Linked DNA regions of Zea mays: region 1 is linked to region 2. The links are chromatin contacts, called in public Hi-C maps. All regions are on one chromosome and are shown on one strand. The core of a region is the stretch at or near the end of the contact, and the rest is flanking DNA. Distances in the headings are between cores, read along the strand shown. Region 1 holds the start of LOC100279994 (Nucleosome assembly protein 1-2). Region 2 holds the start of LOC100282352.

The links. A called contact is a pair of places that touch in the nucleus more often than the background predicts.
Region 1: a Hi-C map of tassel shows a contact between it and region 2, with 9 times the contacts expected there. The contact joins the promoter of LOC100279994 here to the promoter of LOC100282352 in region 2. A contact is called at or near these places in 14 of 25 Hi-C or Micro-C datasets (bundle sheath, ear, leaf and 4 more) and 2 of 3 datasets of contacts at active chromatin or transcription factors (leaf and seedling).

The regions. Positions count from the first base shown.
Region 1 is chr8:139,538,030-139,543,408 of Zm-B73-REFERENCE-NAM-5.0, reverse strand. LOC100279994 (Nucleosome assembly protein 1-2) reads right to left here and starts at 2,266. Exons shown (of 11, transcript NM_001152942.1): 1 at 2,130-2,266; 2 at 1,996-2,039; 3 at 1,763-1,858; 4 at 1,024-1,116; 5 at 653-764; 6 at 470-534; 7 at 145-329; 8 at 1-56. The coding sequence starts at 2,193.
Region 2 is chr8:139,355,544-139,360,899 of Zm-B73-REFERENCE-NAM-5.0, reverse strand. It overlaps LOC100282352, which reads right to left and starts at 1,859. Exons shown (of 4, transcript NM_001155264.3): 1 at 1,540-1,859. The coding sequence starts at 1,726. LOC100217065 (4Fe-4S ferredoxin, iron-sulfur binding protein) reads right to left here. Exons shown (of 11, transcript NM_001143436.1): 6 at 5,288-5,356; 7 at 5,119-5,188; 8 at 4,896-4,991; 9 at 4,457-4,556; 10 at 4,192-4,358; 11 at 3,493-3,914. The coding sequence ends at 3,741.

The sequences.
Region 1 (5,379 bases), core at 1,017-3,516, 180 kb before region 2:
TCTTTTTTAGCACCTTTTGTGTCAAGCACTTCCCAGGGTACCATTCAATTTCAGTACTGAAATTGGTAAACACATGTATTACTAAAACTTTCTATTCATCCAAAAGAAAACTGAACTGCACGTGAGGAAAATATTAATAATTACCCAATGGCTTTCTCCAAAATTGGTTCATCCTCATCAATCATGTGATATGTTTTTGTAAGCACTGAATTCTTGAAGAACGGATTTGTACCAAATTGAAATTCAAGCTTAAAGCCCTTCGGCTCGCTGATCCTATACCACGTGATGTTCTTGAGGTACTTGAGAGCTTCCTCGTCCCTCTCCTGGATCTGAAAATTGAAGTGCCAAAATTATTTACAGCCAGTAAAAGACTGGTTTGTGTAAAAATGCATTACAACATATTGGAACACAAAGTATTGATGGTTCTCATGACAAAAAAAAATAACTGTAAAAAGATGCAAGACTTCACCTCCTCAGCTAGAATTTCATGATTCTTCATTGCATTAAGCCAGAAAGCTGGTACACCTTTTTCTTCTGCAGAGAAGCATTATGATTGAAGTTCAAAAAAAAGTTGAGAGGATATGTTTCTTCTAATCTTCTTTAACAGAGTTTCATTATCCAATAGAAACAAGAGATCTCAAACTATGTTCACCTTTTTGATCAGCAGAGGTCTCATCTCCAGTCTTTTGCTCCGCAGGGGTTTCAGCTGCACTTTCTACTGTGATACCCTCAACCTCGACCACACCATTGACAATTTCGTAACGCTGTCAATGTCAGGTTCAATAAAACAATCAGATGGCTCATGGCATCAAATAGGATGCAGAAATAGTGAAGGGATGCCTGTACTTTATGGAGCATCGGAATACTAACCATTTCTATTGTGTACATGTTAACCTAGTGTCTATTGCTATGGGGGACATGAATTCTAAGAACAGTTCAGAAGCTGAAAAAAATATATAGCAATAGTACAAAAAAGAACACAACAAATGCAGAGGCATCATTGTATCAAGAGAACAGGCTTACCTTTGAGTAAAGTGGTTCATACAACTTCTGATACTTAGCTTCTAGAGCAGCTCTCTCCTCGAAAAATTTTGCCTCAAGTTCGTCGTGTTCGCCCTAGAAGACAGTACACAATGGTAATGAACTAACTGCAATTGAATCTAGAGAATCAATTCAAATTGCCCAAGTGATTACTATGTTACATAATACAGAACCAAGTGGCAAACCATTCGGCGATAGATCCACATGGCAGTAAGGCAGAAATATATTGCACAAAGTAAACCCAGTCTAGGCACGTGTATAATAACGAAGCTTCTGTCCAGACTAAACTAAGGTTTTCACATGGTTAGATTTATAAAGATAATATGTATCAGTAATTCAGTATCATGTCATTTCCAAAATATTCTAACAAAATCCCAATACACCTTGAGTCAAGAACCAAGGGCAAACTACAGTCAAAAATAAATCTAGAGCTCGCAACTAGGCATCATAAAAAGCATCCAATGCGTGACACAACCATTCACAATAGCTGGCACTTCTCCAGAATCTCCACTGATAATAGTATCTAACAGTGTCCTAGATCCTATTAGCGTTGGAATTTCCGGTGCTAGTGTGCACCACCCATACCACTGTGACAAGTATCTACACAACCACATAATGCATCCTTTATTAGACAAACAATAATACAGGACCACACAAAGCTCCCTACCGAAGCATGCCACATCCGCAGGGTACTTGCACAAGTGTAAGCGCAACTTTATACCTGGATCTCCCTGAGCTTCTCGACGCGCTTCCTGACCTTGGGCTCGAGGCTCTCGAGCACGTCGGTATGCCGCGACGCCAATCCCTCGAGCGTGTTCTAAACAAGGGCAAAAAAACACTGATTCAGCATAGGCTCGCTATAAAATCCCCAAACCGCCCAACCCAACGACAGGCCCGCCAAAACTGCAGCAAAAAACAGAGAACCGCGGCCCGGTAATGCAATATAAAACTCACCTTGATCGACGCCACAAGGTTAGCCTTGTCCTCCGCGCTGAGCTCTGCATGGGAACAGCCGCAAACCAATCAGACAAGGACACCACGCCCAAGCAACGGCAATAGAAATCCAAAAGCGAAGCGAAGCAACGAACCGGCCGAGTTGGGGATGGCAGCGCCGAGGGCGGAGAGGTCGAGGGAGTCCTTGCCGTCGCTCATGGCTGCGGCGCACTGGAAGCTTCGGAAATGATTTAGGGGTGGGCGGGGAGGGAGGAGAAACCCTAGCGGCGGCGGGAGGGGGGCGCTGGGTTGAGGGGAGAGGGAGGCGATGGCTGAGGAGGGGATAAAGAGTGGGGATTGAGGGATGCGATTTATAGCAGGCGGGCGCGTGGGAACTCGAGAAGACGTGGGAGAAGCGCCGGTTTGGTTTGGAGTTTGGACTCCGCCAGTCGCAAGCGGGGAAGAGCGGGAGAGAGAGGTACCTTTGGGCCCACCTGTAGGCCAGCGAGATGCTGCAATATGCTGCCTGCACGCTGTCACGGTCCGCGCGGTATAAAAGGTCACAATTCAAATTTTTTAGTTGAAAGCATCCGCAACTTTTTGGGAAAAAAATAAAAATAAATGTTTCGTTGTAGTTTTGCACTTAAGTACTCAACGAATTGATTATTAGGCTATCCTCACCTGTGGACGCAAAATAATATTTCAGCATTAGAGACATATTGTATACTAGGCGAGTGCTCGTGCGTTACAATGGAAACATATAGTAGTATAGATAACGTATGTACAAATGTGTGTTATACTGTTAAGATGGAGGACGACGTCCGCGACCCGTCTGAGATGATGTTGAGGTGAAACTTGGATCGCGGTCGAGCGCATCAGCGTCGCGAAATAAGACCGCCTGTCTGTGAGGCGCTCGAGGAGAAGGGCCGGGTAGTCTCGCGGAGGGAGCAAGGTCTGGGGGACGACGGTGGAGTGGCGACGTGCGGTCACGGGGGTGGCGGCCTTGGCGACGATGGCGCGCGGTCGAGAAGGTGCGCGTGGGAGCCCAACAGACGGAGCCTGTTAAAGGATTACATCACAGGACGAGAAAGTTTACAGTTGAAAGTGTACTCATGAGAACGAATGTTTAGCTGGTTCGAGTGCTATAGTAAGATCATATATGGGACACGAGTGCCATCTAGGTTGCTCTTTCTGAAGCATCAAGTGCAGCGATCTCAAGTGGCAATACTTTGCAAGTGTTTTCACAGGCTTAACAATGGCATCATCTACAGTGACCAAACCAGTGTATGCATACTCCAAAATTTTCTTCAGAGCATACTCCAAAATTTACATCGTAGTTGGATGTCGTATAATCTAGATTTTGACCTTAATGTTAGAGCAAAATAATTTATCGTGCCCTAAATCCTATAAAATATATTTATTTTAAAATTCTAGGTCATTTTTATAAGTCACCCGGTTTGACATAGTCATCACGATCCATACACCATAAGTTGGAAAGTATTCTGCTCTCATCTTCCTCTCACAACAGCAGGAGTCTAGCATTTTTGTTTTTATGCTTTCCAAGATGCAATCACAACCATTGATTTAGCCACCAAATCAATGGTGCAGAAACACTAGGCTGTTGATTTAGCGACCAAATCATGGGTGCAAAAACACTGGGCTGTTGATTTAACCACCAAATCAATGTTGCTTATTCAAATAAAAGTGCATGCTTACTAAAAATGCATCTTCACGATCCTATAAAACTGCATAGTCCGTCCATTACCGCGAGGACGTCCGTCGTGCTCGGGTATAAAACTCGCTCTCACCAATCCCACGCCAAAAGGACGTGAGTTTGAAGTAAATTCTAAGCGAACAAATATGTGAGAAGAACAAGTAAGAAATGACGAGCAAAGCCATACAAACTAAAACCTAGTCATCCAGCCAAACATTGGAATCATACCCCAGACTTCAGTAGCAAAGTCAAATCCAAAACTATCACATTTTTTAGCTTTGTTTGGAAAGATTTGTGAAAACACAACGAACTCAGATGGAACCCAAGAAACAATATTGAGTCTTCAGAATTAAGGTACCAAGTGAAAGCACAACACTTGCATCTGGACGGTACGGATACATGAGATAAAACATAGCTAAAGCAGTATCCCTCAAGAGTCCATTCCTGGTGGAACTACGTGCAAGACCTACTGGTTGATCTCAGCCTTCTTCTTCTGCCACATCCTGTCCAACGAGCTGTCAACATCACCCTAGGCACAACAAAAAATACGCAATCAGAACCATAACCAAGCAGAAGAATCCATGACACAGCAGAAGCAACATGTAAAAATTCACTTGACTAACAGCAATAAAGACATAAAACCATAGCAAGAAAATGTGTTAGTTAACAGTGGATGGTGGTCAACCTAGCGACACATAAAGATCATAACTTTGGACTTCCTGAAAGTCAATTTAGCCACACATAATAAATTCTTTCCAAATCCATTCAGTCATTCACTGTGTCAGGTGCCAACAATGTGAACTCAATAAACACGGAATTGCAGTAGAAAGTTGCATGTAGGCATCACATCCTGGACTATCACCTGAGCACGGACAAAACCGGAGAGAGCAAACGTGGTGAAGTGACATCGTACAGATTCCCAGTCTGAAATGAGGAGCTTCAGGTTATCCAATGAATAAATGTGTCACAACTCACAAAATATCAGTAAAGCAACACTATAGAACCAGTACTACCCCATAGCATAGAGATTACATGCTTGAGAAACACAATGTCAAGACAAATAACTTTTAACTAACCGACATTTACATAATTCATAGCCAACTTTCAAATGTGTTAGAAGTTATTAAGGCACTAACATAAAATGTGTCAGAACTCATTGAAGTACCTGCATCTCACTCCTAAGCAATCAATTAACGTGCCCAAAATAAACAAATTAAGCAAGCCATTTAAATGTTCAAATGCCCAATGTTGGAACTTGCTCTCCTGGGCAAGTTGATCCAACTGGGGAGTGAAAGTAACGTAAATAAGGTTTCAACTCGAGATGGCAATTGCTCTCTCTAATCCAGCCTCTCAAGGGCACTGTACGGGGGTATTTATAGGTGCCTGAGTGCCCAACGTCTTGATGTAAGGACACATGTACCCTCAGGCACCTAGACTATCCCCGGAATATTCCCATAAAGGAGGGTTACAGACTGTCATTACAGAAAAGCCATTACAAATCGGGCCCGTAACACACTTCTCCGTGCGGGGCCTGTTACAATGGGTCGAATCCCACGTGGGCCTCCAAGTCAGGGGAGGGCGTGGGACGGGGCAACGTCGCCGTAGGCCTTCGTCTTGTAGTGTAGAAGACGAAGGGTGGACCTCGCCAGTCGTTTTGCTTCCGTTGGTGCAGCGAGAAAGACGAAGGCTGG
Region 2 (5,356 bases), core at 610-3,109:
TAGTGAAAACATGAATAGCAAGCTGAGCCATATGGATAACTGGAATTGATCCTCAAAGCGGCAGGACACGATGAATGAAACAGATAAGAAAATCTGAATTTCATTTTATGTATCCAAAATATATACTATGTCTGTGTATGGCTAACTCCAGTAGCATAGGCATTCGGATGTGGCTGCGTGCGAGCACGCAAAAATGTAACCCGTCCAGCAGTGCGCGTGCACCATCACCATATAGGAGAGAAAAACATGCAGATTTGCGCGATCAAACGACCGAGCACTCATTTTGCGCGTCCTAATCCGCGATCTGCTGAAAACATAAATAATTGAATACGGTTGTGCAAAATGCGCATCCATGGCTGGATACACGATCTGTTGGAGATAGCCTAAGAAGTAAGAATACCATGTCCTGTTCCTTACTCTAGCATCATCTCTAAAGAGTGACTGCATCAAGGCAACATATAGTTAGCAAGTCTTCCTTAGTAAATGGTACTGAAGTAGCAATAGCATACACTGGTTGCCGGCCATTAGAAAACCGAGTAAACTGATGTTGAAGCTGGCACATATTTAATTTAAGGCATGGTTAGTTCTAGGCATTCCAACCAGCCTCCCAGCAAAACCAGCCTCTCTGCATTTGCGGGGAAAGCTTGCCTCACGTTTGCGGAAAAAAACGCTTGCCTCAGTTTATCTCTTTCATAGATCCAACTATCTCTACCCCTCTGAATTTGGGTCTACTCAGACTGTCTCCAACGATCCACTCCATCTCTCACCCCACCATACGTAGCCACGTAAGGGGCTTTAGAGGGAAATTACCCTTCAACAGCTCCTCAAGGCTCCCAATATAGGGAAGAGATAAAACTTCTCTACATATGAGGTGAGCATTATTCTTTGCCTATACTTTAATTACATCATTTTTTGTGATATTAATTCTATTTAAGCTATATAATCTGACAACAATGTGTATTATAATAATACAAATAGTATATGACTTCAAAAAAATAAAACAAATATATATAGATAGTATCTTTTATATAGGACAAATATGGGAGAAATGGTTGAAGTCGGTCTCTTCACGACTATATATGTATGTTGTCTTTTAATTGTATTTATGATCCAGAGTTTAAGGTTATATCGTACAGTCTTTTAACTGTCTTTTGTACTTATACTGACTCTCAGGTTGTACATGCCTTAAGGCAAGTAGCCAGGAATCATAACCAGTGCGCGCAGATTGATGGGCAAGATCAGTCGTTCCAATCAATCGCCTTGTACATGTCATACACCTATGCACGGCATGGATCATGGAGCAGCAAGTGCCAAGTATCCTAGGGTTTGCGGATCTTTAATGGCCGCAAATGCTAGCGCTAGTGTTTGTGGGAGGGAAAACAGGTTAGCCACAAAGTTGAGGAACGGCTAGCTCCTAGCTAGGACCTAGCCACCTAGGAGTAGCAGTAGCACTAGCACCCTAGGAATTTCAATTGCAAGAACCAAGCATAGCAAAGGGTAGGAGGAGGCGGTGGTGGAGATTGGAGAAAGGGTGCGTACGGGAGCCGGTGGATTCCCAGAGGATGGCCTCGCTCTGCTCGTAGTCGGGCTCCTTGATGACGTGCAGCAGCAGCAGGTGGTCGCCGGCGCGGAGCAGGTTGGTCGCCGCCCACTGCAGCGCCTCTCGGCTCCCCTGCGAGAAGTCCGTCGCCAGTCCCACCCACCTCTCGCCCTCGGCGCTCGCCATCTCCTCAAGCTCCTCTCTTCCAGGTTCTTTCCTCTCCTCGTACAGGTTCTTGACCTCGTGGGGGTCACTGTATGGACTGCGGATGGCGGTGGTAGAGGTGGCCTCTTGTCTATTTGATTGATGCCAAAGCCAAAGGACACTTGCCACGGAGGTGCATGTGGCAGTGACAATGATCCCTGCATATTTGCTTCCTTGACCTTGCCCCATCTCTTTTTCTGTGCAGACGTTTTTCGTCATCTTTTTTATCTCTTTCTCATGCTGCCATAGTAAGGTGTTGTTTGATCTATTTTATTTTATTTTAGTTTTTTAAATTGTTAAATACGAAAATTAAAATAGAGTTATGGTCTCCATATTTAACAATTTAGAGGATTGAAATAGAATAAAATAGAGTGACTAAAAATTAATCCCTAAAAACAACGGCAACAACTGTTATGCAAATAGTCCTTCTGTGTAAACGTGCAAGCAAATCATCTGATCCATTAGATCGTGATCCAACCACAAATACATTCATGGTTTCTTAGGGGTTTTTTTTATAAAGATTATTGAGCTGGTGGTGGAAGGGTTTAAGTGTTAAATGTGACATACGGTTCGAAGGGCTGTTTGGTTGGAGAGACTAAAAATTAGTCTCCCCATTTTAGTGTCATTTAGTCTCTAAATTGTCAAAAAGTGAGACTAAAATAGTGACTAAACTCTTTTAGTCTTTAGTCCCTCAAGGGGTGACTAAAGGGACTAAACCATATTAATTTTATCTTTTGCTCTTCCTTTATTTCAGTTACATTAATGGCAGTAGAATACTAAGGGGTGTTTTGGTCATCTTATGATTCATTTAATGTTTTTTTGAATATTTTTAGTCTTTATAACAAAACAGGGTATAGACTAAACTTTAGTCTCCTAACTAAATTTTAGTCCTTAGACTTAAAGAAACCAAACATGCCCTAAGAGCATCTCCAACAACGTGACCTATAAAAATGTCCTATAATTTGAAAATAAGTAAATTTTATAGAATTTAGGGCACCAACAAAACACCCCGCTCCAACAGTAAAGCCTCAAATCTAGATTATAGGGCAGCCCACTACGGTGTAGTATATTTGAGGCACTTGAGAGGGTGCCCTATAGTTTTTTGACAAAAATTTATGAAATAGGGCACTGTTGGAGTAGTTTTTCCTGTGTAGAGCCCCATATTTTAATTTGAGGCACTAGTTTGAGGCATTGTTGGAGATGCTCTAATATACTCCATCTATCACAAATTAAATTTGTTAATATACTCCATCTATCACAAATTAAATTTGTTGATTCAAACAATAATTAATAGAATAATTATTGTATGTATTATATAAATATCTAGATTCATAATCATCCATATGAATATGGACATAAAAACCTAGAGCTAAAACAACTAATACTTTAGAACGGAGAGAGTCTTTACTCCCGTTTCTAAATATTAGTCGTTTTAGCTCTTAATTTTTATTTTAATATTTAAATAGATGATAATAAATCTAAACACATATGTAAAATAAATATATTAATTCTTGTATGTAAAACAAATTTTATTTTAGGAGGGAGTAATATAATAATAACAGTTAGATAGGCGTAATGGAAAGACGCATTACGCGACGCTACAGAACACGTCGTCCGAAACCGACGGCTGCTGCTCAAATTTGTCAAAGCCTCAAAGGTCGTCTGCTGCAGATGACCGTGTCTGCATAACGATATGGCCAGGCTTATCAGCCAATTGGAAAGGCAAACACCAAGCAACATGTTTTTTTACAGAAAATTCAACTACTACGTATTATACATCTAAAAAGATTTCAGAATGAAACATGAGATGTTTGCAGCACCACGGCACTCCAGGTTCCATAGCCCATAATCCATCTAGAACGAGCGACCGACAGCAACCACTAGATTCCTGGCCCAATGACCACATTGAACTCCTCACTGTCACAGCTAAAGTACGATGCGCCTTATCTTCGCCCAAAACTGGGTTGAAGGGTATATCCTGCGCTTTTCCTACTTCCTATTGTCTATCTACTTGTTTCATGAAAGGCTTGGAATGACTGGGTATATAACCCTTCACAGGTCCTACTAATGACATGGCTTCTTGTAGAGCCTCCAGTAGATGATCAGGATGATCCTCGATGTGCACACGGCCAAACTGTTCTGGTATTTTGCGCAAAACCCGTCCAACGATCTGCGATGTGCACAGGGAAAAGAATTATTCTTAAAACATTGCATAGATGCACTGATGTACAAGCACATGTGAGCACCATGTTTTCAGTAAGAGCTGAATTAATAGTAAATAAAAGAAACAAAATCCACAAATACGAAAGCAGATGCCACACCATCAACAGGTATAGGGGAAGTTACTAGCTTTGGTGCAGCTAATGACCAGCCTATTTGATGAAGATTCAAAAGATCATTTCTCTAGGAAAGCGATCAAGATTTGAAGACATGTCACTAGTTCAAACCTTGCGAGCATAGCCACCATAAGCAATCCCTCCTATTAAAGCTTGGTGAGAACTGGCCATTTCAGAGGTTGCGGTCCCTGAATTCCAATTTGATGATTGGAAAAGACCAGCTTTCTTTAAGTAATCAACAGTGTATGAGTTGGTGCCACCAGCCAACTGATAGAACCCTTCAAAAACCACAGGCACAGCAAAATATGAAAATATAAGGACGAGAGAGCCACAGCCACATGAGGCCAAAAATATTTCAATTGCTGGCTTCATTTACCAGGAGGTCTTTCTGACATTGAAGCCACATGAGCGGCAAAAGAAACTGTCTCCCTTGTTGCACCTCGGCCAATGTCACCACTCATAGGTCGGCCATCTAACTGTTCCAAAAGAAAAACAATTTATAAAGTCCCAGCAAAAAAGCGCATTACGTTTACAAGATTAAAATTCAAAAGTAGTACATAAATGATATGCATGCCAGGTTCCCACCACATCAAGATGACTAGCAAAGTGATGCTAGCATTTAAAGAAAACATAACAGCAAACTCAATGGATTAAAAACTAAATAATCAAAACAATCTCAAATATCTAGTTTGAAGCTTTAACATGATTTTTTTTAAAGTTGTTAACAAGGTCATGAATAAGGATGCATCTAACACTGAAGTATACACACAATATTGAAAAGCAGCAATTGAGTAATTATTCTCTTGAGAACTAACCTGCCAAAGATTATACCCTTTAAAATGGGGCTCCATTATTGTGTATATTGTGTTCATGAGGTCAACAGTTGATTCACCTATATCAGGAAGACTAACCTGAAAAGAGTGAACTTTCACGTTAATAATGATGGAATGGAAGTTTTTTTTTCAATAAAAAGTCACTGGCTACATTTCCAGCAATACAAATATGTGGATACAGCAACAAACCAATTGTGGAACCTACTGCAACCAGCTTCACATTATTGATGGACCCACTCAAGTTGTCCCAGAGGGTATTGAACATATCAGTTCCTCTACAGTGGTCAGAATATATCAGATCAAGTGAAAAATGAAATGGGGGAAAAGTAAAAAATAACTCAACCAACAAAATAACTGAGACAAGTGAAACATACTTTCCAGTGGTATGTATCTCTATTGCATCAACATCATCTCTTTTCAATAATTCAGCAGTCATAGTAGGG